Linked DNA regions of Mus musculus: region 1 is linked to region 2. A link is a contact called in public HiChIP or PLAC-seq data. All regions are on one chromosome and are shown on one strand. The core of a region is the stretch at or near the end of the contact, and the rest is flanking DNA. Distances in the headings are between cores, read along the strand shown.

Region 1 (2,700 bases), core at 60-2,559, 120 kb before region 2:
CCATCAACGGTCCTGAACACTGGTGTAAGAGTCCTGATTTCCAGGTCTCAGCAGGATCTTTAGCGGAAAGGCACCCTCCCTCCCTTTGACTTCATAAATAAATGTTCAACACTGGGGTGCCCTGGACCCCTGTCCTGGCTTATTATTTCCAGACATGAACTAGGGATAGGGAAATGTGGAGAAAAGTGGGCGGAATGCCGGGATGGGGTGGGTAAATAGGCAGAGGAGTAAAAAGACAATTCAGGGGCAGAGTGATGGGGGGAGTAGGAGAGGGCCACAGGGAAGAAAATCCCTGAGTAGCTCTCACAAGAGGAGTTCCTGTAAACAGGCAGTGCTGCCTCCCCCCTCGCGCATGTTTCTAGTACCAGAAGGACCTCATTAAAACACAGGGTCTAGATCAGCCAGCCCTCTGCCGCGTGTAGCTCCAATGCCTAAGGACCCTTCTTTGCCCAACCAGAACAGGGTAATCAATTAAATCTCAGCCCCTTATGGTAATGATGATAATAACGATAATCGCAGAATTATAGAACGCTTCCAAGCATTTTCCATTTAATAAGACACAAGGAAGTGCTGGTTGGCCGATGAACAGGCCCAAAGTCACCCCCAGTCACTGGGAAGTAAGGACAGAAGGCAGCAATCCATCCTGACCATTTGTCTCTAGGGTTCCTGCTCTCAAGCCCTGCACGGTAATTCTGTTTTGTTTTACTGGCCTCAAGGAGACAGGATTTCACACTTTCACTATGGTAAAGCAGCCCTGTTTTAGGGAACAGCCTTATGGATTCTCATTGGGGAATCCATTTTGCTAGGCTAAGATGACCCAATTGCATCAGGATCTCAAACCTTTGGATACCTGGATAAAGTCGGGAAAGAGGCTGAGGCCAGTGGTACTATTTCTCTTCCCAAGCACTACTTTCGGAGAGATAAACCTGGGAGCAGAAGCTGCCTGGGGACGTTCCCACCTGTGGAATGGGTCCAGAATGGATCTCTTTCTAGCTCTCCTCCCCGCCCTAGCCATCAATCAGCACGTTGATGGCCGTCGCCTTCCCAGTATTTTGGCTGCCACCTTGGTGCTCTCCTAAGCAGGTCCCAAAACCCAAGCCTGGGAAAGAGAGGTGGGGTTAGGGGGAGGGGGAGGGAGAGCCCGGTTGCGCGGCGCTGGCGACGCACGGGGCGGACGGGTCTCTCGTGCGGGGCTGCCAGGGGCCGCTCGGCTTCCCCCAAGAAGATGCAGCACAGCATATTTTGCACATGAGTTCAGAGGAAGAGGAAGTGTAGCGGGCGGACGCGCGGCGGAGGCGGCGGCGGCGGCGCGGGGTGGAGTGGGGGCGGCGGGGCTGGAATCAGAGCGCGCAGGGCGCAGAGCGCAGCGAGCGGGAGCGCGGCGGCCACTGGCTCTGGAGAGGTACCTGTGCGGCCAGCGCCGGAGGGACAGACGACAAGCGAGCGGCCGCGCCCCGCGCTCTGCCCCCACCCCCGGGGTCGCGTCGTCCGCGCGCCGCCCTGCTCTGCATGGCACAAACTTTCATCCCGGGACACAGCACGCTGTCTCCGCCCGCGCCACGGTCACCGCTGCTGGTCCCCTAAGGTAGGTGGGCGTGCGGCGGGCCGGCGAGGTGGCGCGCAGAGGCCTGGGTCGCTGGCTCTGCTGGCCCGGGATCCGGGTGAGCAGGCGACAGCTCCTCGTGGCACCTCGGGGGCTCCGGAGCTGTTAGGCGAGCCCCCTGGTGCAGGTCGCGTGGGGATGGGGACAGATCGATGGGACGCCAGATTCTGGGCCAACTTTTTTTCCCCCGATGAAGAGGGGGAAAAAAAGCAAAACAAACAAGCGAGAGAGCGTTGGGGTGAGAGGTCGCCTGCTGGGGGTCCTGGGCTTCGCAGGCGGAGGTCTGCTAGAAGGACGCGGAGGGGAGCTTGGAGGCTACAGGTGGGTCAGGACCCGGGGCCTTAGTGGGTACTGGGCCCGGAGCAGATGGGAGTTGCCACCGCCCACGTGCACCCGGAGACCTGGGCTCGACCCAGGGAAGAGGTGTGCGACTCTTGAGAGCAGGCAGGAGGGTACTCGGTGGAAATACTGAGAGCTAAATCCCAGGCACCAGAAATGGGGCTTTTCTCCTCTGAAAAGGGGATTTTTTTTCTTGCCTTGTTGTAACACACTTTTCTAGGCATGGGGCACACCAGGATGGGCATGGGGTCTGGGCGAGGAGGAGGGAGTGTGTATTTAAAGAAGCCTGACTGTCAGGCGAGTGCGCCAGGTCTACTGGCATCACTGTCTTTGGAGGCCAGAATCGCGCAGAGGGCAGGGTTAGCCCCGCGCGTGCTCCCTGATGCCTGTTGGCTGCTGGCTCTCAGCTGCCCCCTGTGGGCGGTGGGTGGTGTGAGTGAGTTTGTTTAGGGGCTTACAAACAAAAACTATTTTTTAAAAAGAATCTGGCACAGATCTTTGTATATGAGTGGCTGCCTAACTGCCCAGCAACAGACCCTCTGTTCATACAGCTGTTTTCAGAAGGGGCGCAGGGAGGTGGGGTGGGAGTGGGTGGTGGTGTTAAGGTCAGAACAGGTGTCTCCCAACGGCTACTATGGAGTGTCATCTCAGGATAAGCCTTTTCCAGGAAGGAAGCCCAGGGTGTAATGTGAGTGGCCTACAAACCCATGGGTAGGGCCATTGAACCCAGCATACCCGTGGCTGCCAGGATTCCTAAT
Region 2 (2,700 bases), core at 152-2,651:
ACCGCAAAGTCACACCCCCTAACCCTACCCAAATGGCACCACAAACGGGGGCCCAAGTGTTCAAGCATCTAAATCTATGGGGGACATCTCATCCAAACTGTCACACTATTCTAAGACAAGAACAAAACAAACGAACAAAACCTTTCCACCTGTGGAATGTTGACAGGCAGGCAGTAACCCACCACGGCTCCACAGTCTACTGTTTCCTGCTTGTAAAAAGCATAAAAGAGGAAATGATTCCCTCTCTATTAAAAAATGGTTCTCACTTTAAAAATGGGATGAGGGTAGGATTAGGATTCTGTATCTTGCACTCACACATGTGCTCACGTGCGCTCACACACACACACACACTACAGAGCCTATACAGACTGGCTGGTTTCAGCCCTGACATATTCAAGACATTCCCTCTTTGAAAGAAAAAAATGTCTGTAGAGTTGTTAAAGAGTTGAGTTTATAAAACCATCCACATATAATAACACTCTGGATTGCCCAGGAAAGGCAACAGGAGTTTGGGCAGAGGCTTATGTCCTTCACAAAGCCAACCCAGCTTCGTTTCTGGTGTCCCTGGGTGCTGTGGCTGGGTCTCTGTTGCTAGGGTGACCACCATGGCCTTGGATTCCCCCTTCCCTTTTAATTTTATCTATTTCAATATGAAGATTGTTCCTTCCCCTCTGCGGTTTCATTGCTACTTTGGCTGCAGCAGATAAGTTTGACAACCTCTTTCTCCCCTCCTCAGCTCTTCCTTCACCACCCTTGAGGCCTTCGGCATCTTCATAGCTGAGACATATATAGTGTTAAGGGGTGCAGGGGTGGGGGAGGGGGTGGCAGTGGGCTTCACTTGATTTCACTGCTGTGACCTGCAGCAGGACTGGTAGGGTACCACCCCACTCATTTCTTACAGAGCAGTCTTTCCTACCTCTGTTTACTCTAGTATTTCTTATTGCTTTTAACTTATGTCCTATTTATTAATTTTATTCATTCATTCATTCATTATTCATTCATGAATGACAGTGGTTCAGGCTTCCCTGGAACTTGCTCTGCAGACCAGACAGGCTTTGAACTTGCAGAAATCCTCCTGCCTCGGCTTCATAAGTGTTAGGACCACAGGGATATATGTAGCTCCTGTCTCCCTGTCAGCTCTTGAGTCATTTGCTATTTTTGCTCTCTGGGCTACTTGCCTTGTGTTGCCTCTCTTCTCTGTGCCGATGGCAAGTTTCTTGGCACTTGGAGGAAGGTAAAAGTGACAGCCATGTGTTTCTCAGGCTGGCAACTCCTCCTCCTTGGATAGGAAGGAGTTGAAAGGTGACACCAAGAAAGAGAAAGTGCAAAGGGAGGCCGTGAACAGTCAGTATCTTTGTCCTGTAACTCAGAGCCTCTCTAGTCAGCATTTGGGCGGTTGGCAGTTAGTTCAGTCAGCCCTCCCTGGCAGTGGCTGGGTTAGGTGTCACATCACACGTACCCACTTGATAACTTTGCAGCATGCCGGTTACAAATGTTTGCTGTTACCACCAGTGGGGGCAGGGAGGAGATAAGCGATACATATCATTTCTATCGGTATGTCTGTGGTCTTTTGAGAAGATGGATCAATCGTGTTTTGAGTGCTAATTATGCACTGTCAGGGAATACATGTGGGAGCTGGGGGCGGCTACAGTGGTGCTCAGCCCCCCCTCTGTGAAGCCTCCTGTCTGCCAGGCATTTGTCATCTAAAAGATAAGTGGAGAAGCTGGTGCGAGGGCTGGGGTGTCTTCTCAGTGGAGTGAGTTGATCCTGGCAGAGCTTTGGCTGCCTGCTGCTGTCTCCCCAACACTTGAAGCAGTCAGTCTTGTAGCTGTTGACTCGGGGTCTCTTCTGAGAGTTCTGAGAGCCAGAGCCTTAGGAGCTCCACCCCCTGTAGGTTACCCTCTTCTCATCTCTTCTTCTTTTCCTTTCTTTCTTTTTCTTTCAGTTTTTAAATTATTCCTCCTGATACCAAAGAGGTCAGGGATTAGGATGCTGGCCCCGGTTGGGTCTCAGTGGCTCAGACCCTTATGCATGAGCCTCCTGGGCACAGCTCTGTCTTCTTTCTGCTCTTCATACAGCCCTACCAATATTTGTTGGTTGCTATTTTTAACGTATTTTTAATCTATTCTTTAACAGATGTCATCAGAATTCAATGGGTTATTCTTTTCCCAATTTTTCTTTCTTTCTTTTTTTTTTTTATTTAAAAATGAGCACTGCCATCAGTCAACTGATCTGTTTGTGAGAGAAGTCTAAACTTGAAGTGATGCAGCTGTTACATCAGTCTTGACTTCTGTGTTTCAAAGAATGAAAACTAGGGAAGTTTGTCACCGTGGGGGTGGCACTGTGACATACAGAAGGCGAGAAAACCGAAGTCACCTGCTATCACACATGCAGCTGAGAAATGAAAGAAAACGGAATAAAGTTCCATGTAACTCACTTCTAAATCCACACCTCCAGCGGCAGCCTGTGGCTGCTTCCCCACATCATTGCAAAGGAAATGGGGAATAGGGATGGTAATGGGGACAGGGATGTTATTCTAGGGGTAAAAAAGAGATTGTTATGCAGGATATTCGAAGTAGATGTATAAAAGTATGTGAAAATATAGAAAATTTTGAAAAAGAAGTTATTTAGATGCATTCCCCGTAGAAACGGTGTTTGATGGAACTGTTCATTGCTTGGTGTAGAAACTTGACTTTCAAT

What was found. HiChIP or PLAC-seq counts read pairs in DNA pulled down with a chosen protein or histone mark.
Region 1: a BATF HiChIP or PLAC-seq map of CD8 T cells shows a contact between it and region 2, with 13 read pairs. The contact joins the promoter of Rftn1 here to the enhancer-like site in region 2. A contact is called at or near these places in 2 of 39 promoter capture datasets (the HPC-7 cell line and pre-B cells), 1 of 15 datasets of contacts at CTCF or cohesin (CD8 T cells), 21 of 484 Hi-C or Micro-C datasets (B cells, CD8 T cells, CD8 central memory T cells and 14 more), 10 of 115 datasets of contacts at active chromatin or transcription factors (CD8 T cells, bone marrow-derived macrophages, effector CD8 T cells and 6 more) and 2 of 9 other capture datasets (adipose tissue and liver).

What each region holds. Positions count from the first base shown.
Region 1 is chr17:50,189,106-50,191,805 of GRCm38.p6, reverse strand. It overlaps Rftn1 (raftlin lipid raft linker 1), which reads left to right and starts at 1,309. Exons shown (of 10, transcript NM_181397.2): 1 at 1,309-1,585.
Region 2 is chr17:50,069,027-50,071,726 of GRCm38.p6, reverse strand. The region is part of intron 4 of Rftn1 (raftlin lipid raft linker 1); the gene reads left to right. Among named protein-coding and RNA genes, the nearest start is that of Gm52302, 36 kb to the right of the region's middle. Within about 2 kb of position 1,401, at least 63 of the 459 cell types and tissues checked have an H3K27ac peak or open chromatin away from gene starts, as enhancers often do. A contact at or near this core is called in CD8 T cells, CD8 central memory T cells, the HPC-7 cell line and 9 more, where this site is marked.